3 separate regions of the Rattus norvegicus genome follow, and regions 1 and 2 are each linked to region 3. The links are chromatin contacts, called in public Hi-C maps. All regions are on one chromosome and are shown on one strand. Each heading gives the region's core, a stretch centred on a gene start, on an enhancer-like site or on the middle of the called end of the contact. The rest is flanking DNA. Distances are from core to core; before and after follow the strand shown. Region 1 has its middle 25 kb from the start of Msrb2. Region 2 has its middle 8.2 kb from the start of Spag6. Region 3 holds the start of Pip4k2a (phosphatidylinositol-5-phosphate 4-kinase type 2 alpha).

Region 1 (3,240 bases), core at 362-2,861, 280 kb before region 3:
ATCGCCACACGAAAGAACACACAACACAATAACCTCTGATCCAATTGATAAGATGTAATTTGCTCATCTAGACATACAAAACCCTGTACACATCCATCCCTTAAGAATATTCTTAACAACCTGTAACTGTGCAGAGAGGAATCTTAACATCCACCTCCATGTTCTCCCGGTGGCTTCTTTCTCCTCCTGTTCCAGTCTCCTCCTCTTTCCTCAAACTTTTCTCCTGCCCATTCTTCCTTCTCATCCAATGACAGGCCTCCTTCTATCTTGTACCTGCCTTCACCTGTATGACATCATCCTACATTTCACAATGGCTCTATTTCTTTCTAGACAAACATGGAAAAAGTACCCTTTCTAGGGACATGCCAAAGTTCCCCTTAGTGTTTCTGCTGTCTCTGGGAAACCTAAGGTCCTCGGGTTAAATCGATTAGAGCAATTTAAGAATCAGTATGGATCAAAGAAGACCAAGGCATACCTCCTGCCTGCACGAACCTGTCAAAAACAAAGCGGTCACATAGTTATGACCCGCTATTCTGACTTGCACCGTTCATCAGGAAACTCAAGCCTGTATTTGTGGAAATACCATTCCTGCCTTACCCTGAACTCAAGCCTGAAGCCCAGGAGGTATCTTCCCAGTCTCTCACAAGCAGACAGATATTACTGAGGATGTTCTACTAGCTCGTGGATATGCTCACATCTGTAAAACCTGCCCTTACAGGGATGCATACATTACCGATACCAGGACATACTGCCTTTCCCCAGCACTGATGTTTGTGATGTTATGATGTTGCAGAGTTCTAGGTCATGGCAACCTGATGTTTGAAGTCATGAGTTAAAGCACGTGTTTGCACCCTGTTTCTGCTGGAACAACCTGCCATTTGGAGAGAATGAGGCAGGCAGGGCTCTGTGGCACAGGCTTGCAATCTCCCTAATCAAAGGTGGTGGCAGGATTGTGAGTTTGAGGCCAGCCTGGACTGTAGAGTGAGATCCTGTCAAAGAAGATCAGCAAAAGAGGGAGAGACGCTCAGAAGGAGAGAACGAGGAGGGGAAGGAGAGGAGAGGAAGGGATAGAGGAAGGAGAGGGGAGACGGAGAGCTGTCCAGCAATCATAGGATCCAGCATCTGCCTCTAGTCACTCTGGGACCTCCTGAGACAGCTTAACAGTCTGGCCACCCCCACCTCCCCAACCCCCATCCCCGCCCCCGAGAGGGAGTACTGTCAGGCTCAGAGTAGAGAAATCGTCTCACAAGTGTTCTGGCCTGAGCTCAGTCAATCCTCACTACTCCTCTTCTGTGCTTTGCCTCCCCACCCCCAACCTTTGTGCCACTGCCCCTCCATCCTGTTGCATCCTGATTTTGTTGCCCTGGTTTTGTGTCCGGGAATCTTCATGGGCCAGGTGAACCTCGCCGTGAAACGGCGGTGGCTCTGTGCATAAGGACTTCCTTCTCACGGCCATCCTTCTACTAAATACTGAAGAAGGAGAAATGGAAGGTTTCTGTGGTTTAAGCCAGGTTGTCATCTAAATCGGCTTCTCTCCTGGACAAAGCGGCCATTGTCTGCGGGAGTTGGCACGACGAGAAGCCACTAGAGGGAGCACAAAGCCTCGGAATAAATCCCTCATCTGTCCTGGAAGCTAAGGGGGCAGAATTGCCAACCCCAGTGCTGGAGGACTCTTAACTCCTCCAGACACACGAATGTTCTAGAAGCCCTTCAGGGATGTTTTCACGGCTGGACAAAGAGTAGCACTGCAGGTGCACAGAGGAGAAGTGGAGGAGGAGTGTGGAGTAGAAAGGAAATGATTGGCACGGGAGAAGGGATAAGAGAGACCAAAGGCAAGGAGAGAGGAGAGGCAGGGGCGGGTGGGAGGGACTGGTGGAGAGAAGACAGGAAAAGGAATGTTGCTTTTTATAGGGCCGAGAGACACGGAAGTCTGGTGTTTCTGTGGACCAGATGGTGTGGCAGGGGAAGGGACCAGGCTGCGCCTGCCTTCTCTGGGGGAGAAAGCTGGATGTCTCCCAGGTCTATGAAGTCTGAAGTATGGCATGAGCTGTCTGAATCTCTCAAGGGCTTTCCCAGCCTGTGTACCAGCCTGCAAACGTACACTTTCTTTGTTGTCGCTTTAAAGTCACAACTTGCCTTGACCATAAACATCCTCTTGGCAAACAAGGACTCGTTTGGACGTCAGCAGGCCGTGTGGCAAGGGAAGGTGGGCCTGGTAAAAATGGCGTCCAGTGGCTTCGGAATCAGACTTTATTACTGCTAAGTTTTATGATTTAAATCTTTGAGACAGTAGAAAAGGAAGTAAGTTGAAGGTGGTTTTGGCTTTTGTGTTTCCGTTTAAAAATATGTCAGCCCAACCAAAAATGGGTACTGGGTTGCAGGCTCTTCCTGTATTTTGGGTAGAGCTGTAAGCTCTACCGTTCAAGTGGCACGGGGAACCGAAATTATCTATGCGCAGAGGTGAAGTGACTCACCCAAAGACCCTTGGCAAGCAGCAAGGCTGCCTTCTAAGGCCAGGTCTTGCAACTACAGAGCTTTACTGAAAGTCATGTCTGTTCAGTGATAGAGTGGGAGCCCGAGTTTGAGTCTGTTTCCAAATACCTCTTTGTCATCCATACATGTAGTGATTAAATGTTTTGACATTAGGACCCCCGTATATTCTGTGTGTGTGTGTGTGTGTGTGTGTGTGTGTGTGTGTGTGTGTGTACCAAATTTCTCAGAAAAAAAGCCACACCCACATTGACTTTTCTACAAAGATGCATAACTGATTAGAAAGGGCTTCGGTGATTGGAGTATTGTGGGTCCTGAGGGAAATTATCTTGGACTACTTTGGTGCCCTAAACAGTCGATTTTTGCCTGTTCTGAAAACATCCTGTAACTATTAGGTAAATCATTTTTTAAATATGATCAGGTCTCTGGCTTCCACCCACTCAGAAGCCATGAGTCTCAGCGGACACCATTTGAAGCCTATAGCAGAAGCTCCCCACTTAACTGTAAGCACCTAACTCATAAAAAATGTCTTGAGTTATGACTTTCTTTGTTGTGCTACTATAAAAACCTTCATGAATTTGCCGTTGCAACATGGAATCTAAGGTAAACTAAATGTATGCTCCCAGGCCATGGCTACTCATATTTGTCTCCAAAATGAACTATCTCTACTCTTTGAGACAAGGGCTATGTTTTCTACGTGACAGCAAAGTGTGTCTCACAAGTGTGTGCGTATGCATGTGGATGGGAGGG
Region 2 (3,467 bases), core at 832-3,331, 320 kb after region 3:
CCTATTTTTAAGGTGTCACTGGAGTAGTTGGGCAAAACACAGGTCTAGGTTGCCTCTAGGAACCAAGAAGGGGTGACTTTCCTTTTTCAAAGTGCACTATCTTAAAGAACTTGGCATTTGGAAGGCTTGAATGTGAGCTATTTTCTATGTCTGTGAGTCATTTGGGAATATATTGAGTTTACCATCCTATATGAATACAACATTGTAATTTGGTATGCTTTAAAGTTTATTGCATAGGCATTTCAAAGTGCCATGTCTTAGAAGATCTATGATATATAGTACTAGTCCTTAGACCATTCTCATAAAACTGTAGACAGTTGGTGAGTGTCTATACTCCTTGAAAGTATGAACACCAATTTTAAAATCCTATTAATGGCCATTTAAACAATTTGTTAGGCATCTTGAGCGAGAAATGAACAATGTTACAAATGTACAGGGTATCTCAGAATCCTGAAATGTCTGTCTGTCAGGTGTTTTAAAATGCAACCACCATGTTTGAAATATAATTAAGTTAAAATATGTGTAGATGAGGGTATCTGGTTAATGCTTTTAACTGAGACAGATGCTGAGTTTTTTTGGCGAGTTTATTAAAGATATTCAAGTTTGTGCCATTAATAATAAGTTTTTGTTTTCTACTAAAGTGAGTTGATTTGCTCTGGAAATCTGACAAGTATTTGTTGTTATAAAATGGATTCCTGAGCATACAGAGGTAAGTGTGAGAAGTGCTTGTCCCCCACAGGAGTTCTGAACTTAGTCTCACCTTTGCGATTTAGGTGAAACTTCAATCCACAAAACCATTCAGATAAAAGTGTTAGCTACTTAAGGCCAGGGCAAGTATTAAGAACCAAAGAAATTTGGCTATGTATATTATAATGTAAAACACTTTGCAGCATACTTTAAAGGTCTCTCCTCAGTAATACCTGTGTGAAACACTAAGATTGTTTTGAAAAGTTGCGTCTTAGCAACAACAACCACACACACACACACACACACACACACACACACACACACACACCTGGGGTGGGAGTGAAACTTTATGCAACCCCTGAGTCTTCACTGATTAAAGCTGCTATGTGGTTCATCAAATGAAATCGAGTGGAGGTGAGGTGCTCTATCCATTTAATAAATAACAAGAACCAAGAACCTGCCTGCAGTGTTTGAGTCAGTGCAAGTAATTAAATATTTGTGATGCACAAAGAAGGAAAACCATAAGTGTATTTATGCCTCTAGGAGAGCCATCCCTTACCAAGAGCAAGTACCCTGAGGTCTGCCTGGTGTCAGCTTTGCTAGAAAGGTACCGACCATCTTGCTGTCGCATTATTTGACACCCTCCTTGTTCCAATTTACTGGTTTTTGAAAGGGGATTTTGACTTAAATCGGAGAAGAGGGAACCTATACCTATACCTTGTGCTCAGGAAAACGCCCGCAACTCCAAGAAAGTGTGGGTTCCGCCCTGGCCCTGCTGCCGCCTTGTAGGTCGCCAGCCGCCCCTATTGTCTGCCATGGGGGCAGGGCTAAGCCCCAGACTCTGGCTTTCGAGCCCAGCCTAGGGTACTGGAGGGTGAGGCCAGGGTCCCGGAGAGAGCTGTCACGGAAGGCCACCCCCAGATTCAAATGCTCAATCCCGAAGACGTCCGAGGAGGCGGAGGTCCCCGCGGCCGTGGCGATGGCCCGGGCTGCGAATCGCTGTCGTGTGGTTGCTAGTGGCAACCGAGCCTCCGCAGAGCGCAGCCTGCAGCCTCGGGAGGAAGGTGGCGAGGGAAGCGGCTTCGCCGCGGCAGGCGCTCAGCCCTGGCCGCCCACGGGATGGTCGCCCTCGCCAGTTCCCTGAGGCCCTCCGCCCCTGTTACCGCAGCTGTGCTCGGCGAGGAGCCGGAGGCCTCTGCGCTCGGCGGCCGCGCGGTCTCGCAAGCGTCAAAAAATCCCCGCGCCTTCCGTGAAAGCAACATGGCAGCCCGGACTGCAACCCCTCAAACACCGGGAACGCCAGCGGATCGCGCCCGCCCCCGGGTGTCCTGTCCGTGCTGCCCCCCGCCCGCAGTCCACCGTGCCTAGAGTGGCTCAAGAATCGCCCTTTGTTCTCCGCCGGGTGGCCGACTCTCGCTCCTGGGGTCTGAATGGCGACCCCGTGACGCCTCCACGGGGGTTGGGGGTGGGGATCGGCCGCTGCACGCAAAGTCCCGTGTCCTTCGCGGGCTGCCACTGGCCAGGTGGCTTCAGTCCCCGCAGGTTTAGGTTCCCATTTCCCTATCTCACACCTCGGAGGTGTGAGGCAAGGACCCGTGAGGGGACCGCGGGGATCTAGACACGCTCCTCAGCAACAGAGAAATAAGACCCTCGGCAGTGAGAAAGGATGGCTGGGCTCCATTCTCTGTCACACGGGCCCCTGGGTAGAAAGGTCCGAGGGACTGTCCCTACCAGGCCGGGTAAGGCAGTGCCTCTCCCCGAGAAGAGGAAAACCAGGGGGAGAACTTGCATTCGCTTAAATGGGGGGGAGGGGTGTTAAGGACAAGCCACGTGGGAGAGCCAGTTGTGACGTCCTACACAGCGTGCTACAGACACGCCGAAATCCGTCCCCAAATGGCGGTTTCTGCAGCCGGCTGCAAAGATGAGGGGGATCGGCCTGCACGCATTGCCCCAGGCTAGCCACTTTCGCTTCCCCGGGATCAGAGAAGCGCTTGCGCCCTTGAGCCCTCGAGTCCCTGCGCCCCTGTCCCCGGCTCTACGACCCACGTAGAGGACAAGTGTCTCCTTGGACGATCCTTCGCAGAGAGCACGAGATGCCCTGCCTCTGTCACCCTCGCCCGCTCCACCCTGCCATCAGGGCGCCCACCCAGGAGATGGACGCGCTCAAAGCGAGCAAGCCATCCTCCAGGTCCTGGTCACCTGCGGGGACAATCTGTTAGTAACTTTGCTTCAAATCCATCCAACAAAACCCGGACTTCAAGCTCCAAGGACACCTCCTTGGAGAAGGGGCAATGGCTTTGCAACGACGGCGTGCAGAGAGGAGGGGACGAAGGGGTGGTTTCATGCAGCGTTGGGGTAAAGGGGTCCACCCGGGAGTCCGGTCCGCGCCCTGACGGCCGCGCGGTCCGCAGCTGTGGACAGCTTCAGAGAGAAGGCGGGGTCCCGAGGCTGCAGCGCCGCGGCTCTGGACGCCGGTCGCCCCCGAGCTCCGGTTCGGCAAGCCCTCAGGGTCCACCGGCCTCCGGAGCCGGGCCCGGCCTGAGGAGCTCGCATTCAAATTTGGCGGGAGCGGCGTCCTCGGAGTTGGGGGCGGCGCGAGGCGAGCGGCGCACGCGCAAAATGGCCTCCCGGGTCTTCGCGGCCTGCGCTCGTTTGCCGGCTCGTGTGAGGGGAGAGGCGGAGCGCGGCCGGGCTCGAACCCAGAGCTTGCTCTGCGGCTCAAGGACAAGACCGAAGAAAGGGACGGACTGAGGGATGCTGCCTCTAACCTGCCCCTGACC
Region 3 (3,182 bases), core at 70-2,569:
CTGCAACATCGTGTACTTTTATCTACTGCTGGTTTTGAGTCCAATGATCTATAGAAGGTCCCTAAAGTGACCTTTGCGTCAGACTATACCTATTCACACAAGTAACTTCAGTCTCCGGTTAAACGATGTGGTCAACTACCGGAACTGTGGGCCAAGTCTACAACTCCACAACATTAATTTAGGCTGTTTTTGATACTGGCCTCATCCCGTTAGCCATCAACAATGGCGATGGTTGGTACCAGAAGCAAGGTATCATTTGGGGGGGGGGGGATAGTATCAACAAGTTAGAACGACCAAAGGGAAGGAGGGGGCAACCGTGTTGAAAGGTCAAATGAAGAAGAGTAAAGAAAGGTCTCACAGGATCTGCCCCCTCTCTTTGTTCCTGCTGGTATTCTTTGTCTTCTTGAAAGATCTAAGCAGGATTGTAGACTTGGAACAACTAATGCGAGCATAAGGAGGGCTAATTTTCAGTGTGGAGTGGTGAAAGAGAAAACATTTTCAAGTTAGAAGGTGTGTCCTGGATACGAGAAGGAAGGGGTGGTCTGCAAAAGGGTTGATGGGTTCCAAGCACACGGTCCAGTTTGGGGCATAGCTGACTAAAGCGGGGGTTTCAGTGAGGAATCCCAGGGTAGGCTGGGAATAACACTCTAGTATTCGACAGCGTGGGAAGGCCGAAGAAGAACCCAAAAGGCATAAGGTTAGGAAGTTCAAGGCAGTTCAAGGCAGGGACTCTCTGGCAGACAGTTGGACAAAGAGGAGCCAAGGTCCTTTCCCTAGATGTTGGGAAAGCCCGCGTCCCGATGAAGCGCTCCGGGTCCCAAGAACTCTCCAGGCCCTTGGCACGGGAAGCCGAGGTTCCGGGACATTCCTGCCTGTCCCATGCATCTGGGGGCTCCCTCCTCGGAGCTCCCTTGCCTTCGTTCCCTTTCCTTGATCCTCCCCGGGTGCGTGAAAGGCATGCTCGCGCGAGTCACCGCACTCCCCAGCAGCCTCTGCAGAGCGCCAGGGGTGTGCTCGCCTTGCACGGGTGGCGGAGCGCAGAGAACAGCTTAACGGTCCGGCATCCGCATCCGCACCCGCCCCGCCCGTCGGCGCCGCTGCCCCGCCCGCCTCTGCGTCATGACGCCGGCGCCCAACGCGGAAGCCGCTGGCCGCCTGGACCAGCGGCGGGCAGTGCGCCGAGCGGCGACGGGCGGGAGCCGGGCGGGGGCGCGAGGCGAGCGCAGCTGCAGCCTAGGCGGCCGAGCGCGCGGAGCGGGCGGAGCGAGCGCCCAGGACCGAGCGCGGGCGGAGCGGGGCTGGAGCAGGCGCGCAGCGGCGGCCGCCCCGGGGGATGCGGCTGCCTCCCTAGGCTGGCGTGTAGGGAGGGCGGGTCCCCGGCCTCGGCGGCGCGGCGGTGGAGGGGACAGCGGCCATGGCGACCCCTAGCAACCTGGGGTCCTCCGTCCTGGCGAGCAAGACCAAGACGAAGAAGAAGCACTTCGTGGCTCAGAAAGTGAAGCTGTTCCGGGCCAGCGACCCGCTGCTCAGCGTGCTCATGTGGGGGGTCAACCACTCGGTAAGGCTCCTCTGCGGCGCGCTCCTCTTGCTCCTCGGGCTTAGCCTCCGGGCTCTGCTCCTCTGCTGCAGCGGTGGCAGGGCGGGGATCTCTAGCCGTTTGGCTCGGCCGGTCCCGGGCCCTCTGGCCACTCGCCTCTTGGGGTACCCCTATCCCCACGACATGCGTCTGCCTCTTGGGTTTCTCCGGCAGCGCTTGCGCTTCCTTTGGAACCCAGGGAGGGTGCGGGATGAGAAGCATTTGCTGTGCTGTGCTTCTGAGCCTCCCCGCGCCTGTCCTGCTCCGCATCCGTCCTCCTGCCGGTCGGTGCTCGCTGCCTGGGAAGTGGGAAGTTTGTGCGGGGACCGTCTCTGCCTCAGCTATCAGTCCCGGCGGGGAACTGCTCAGGGCCCAGTCCGAACGATCGCTCCACTAGTCTGGGCCCTCCTGTCCTGAGCTGGTGGGCAGGTGTACCTGTCCCTGTCAGGAAGCGTCCGGAGCTTCTAGGCGACAGGACTGGAGTAAACCAGAAGATTTTGGACGGCATCTTGAGAGCTTAGCTTCCTTTTTCCTTTAAAGGTAGCATTCTCAGACTCTAGGAGGATTTTTTTCTTTTCTTTTTGCAAAGAAAAAAAGAGGCAACGTAAATATGGCCCTGGCGCCCTTCGTCCCTTCCCGCATCGCCCAGTTGCTGTGCCCTTTCCAGACCTCCTGGCCGGGAGTCTTCATCCCTCCCTCCCCCTTGCTTCCCCCCTCCTTGGGGAACCAGGCAGAAGTCACCGACTGCGGAAGGGCGGCCTTGGTGGTGACAGCCGGAGGGGGGTCCCGGCAGGCGCGAGTTCGAGGTGGTCTAGAGTTAATTACATTCATTTGGAAGGTTGTTTAAAAGGCTGGGGAGGTTAGCTAGCGCACCGCCTGGGATGCTAGGAGGCGCGAGGCTGCGGACTCTGCGGACTGCGGTGTGGGGGGCTGAAATAGCCGCCCGCTGATCTGACAGCGAGAAAACTCCTGCAGCTTTAATCTACTTAGATGGGATCAGGAAACACGATAGGCGCAATTGGCTGAGCCATGAAAGTTTCAATGAGCTTGTGAATTTTGACCGTGACCTTACCCATTGCAGTCAGCCAGCTTCGGAGGCAGAGCGTGAGCCTGCTGCTCTGCTTTTGATTTCGGTGGATGCCCTGGTGTCCTTTTCAGCATAATAGAAGTGACAGAAAGCCAGCGTGGTTTGTGCACTCTCAAATTAACAGAGCTGTTTAAAATGGCTTAGTATCTTTTATTTATAGTTTTTTTTTCCCCCAAGCGGAGATGGAGAAAGGTGAAACAGTATGAAGATGATTGTGTTTACCTGGGACGATTTAAAGAGTTGAGAAATGGTTATTTTCTATTACTTTACTGCCGGATCGACCGAGGTTCATTTTACTGACATCTTTAGCTATTAGGAATGTCAACTGTTAAAACTGCGGACAGCAACTCACCCCCCCCCCCCAGTTTTATTTCAGAAAGTGAAGTTACCGTTTTCCATTGTCACAGACCTCTAATTTAGTTGTGTTTGATTTCATAAAATTCTTCTTGTTATTTATGTTACTATTGGCAGCTTCCTAATTACCGCAACGGGCACAGTAAATACCAGTTGGGCGTGGAC

What was found. A called contact is a pair of places that touch in the nucleus more often than the background predicts.
Region 1: a Hi-C map of Schwann cells shows a contact between it and region 3, with 4 times the contacts expected there. The contact joins the enhancer-like site here to the promoter of Pip4k2a in region 3. A contact is called at or near these places in 2 of 12 Hi-C or Micro-C datasets (Schwann cells and frontal cortex).
Region 2: a contact with region 3 is called in a Hi-C map of Schwann cells, with 2.6 times the contacts expected there. The contact joins the enhancer-like site here to the promoter of Pip4k2a in region 3. A contact is called at or near these places in 2 of 12 Hi-C or Micro-C datasets (Schwann cells and frontal cortex).

Annotation. Positions count from the first base shown.
Region 1 is chr17:86,856,437-86,859,676 of GRCr8, reverse strand. No RefSeq gene overlaps it. Among named protein-coding and RNA genes, the nearest start is that of Msrb2, 25 kb to the left of the region's middle. Within about 2 kb of position 1,611, at least 44 of the 93 cell types and tissues checked have an H3K27ac peak or open chromatin away from gene starts, as enhancers often do.
Region 2 is chr17:86,252,150-86,255,616 of GRCr8, reverse strand. No RefSeq gene overlaps it. Among named protein-coding and RNA genes, the nearest start is that of Spag6, 8.2 kb to the left of the region's middle. Within about 2 kb of position 2,081, at least 12 of the 93 cell types and tissues checked have an H3K27ac peak or open chromatin away from gene starts, as enhancers often do. A contact at or near this core is called in Schwann cells, where this site is marked.
Region 3 is chr17:86,574,567-86,577,748 of GRCr8, reverse strand. It overlaps Pip4k2a (phosphatidylinositol-5-phosphate 4-kinase type 2 alpha), which reads left to right and starts at 1,319. Exons shown (of 10, transcript NM_053926.2): 1 at 1,319-1,558. The coding sequence starts at 1,415.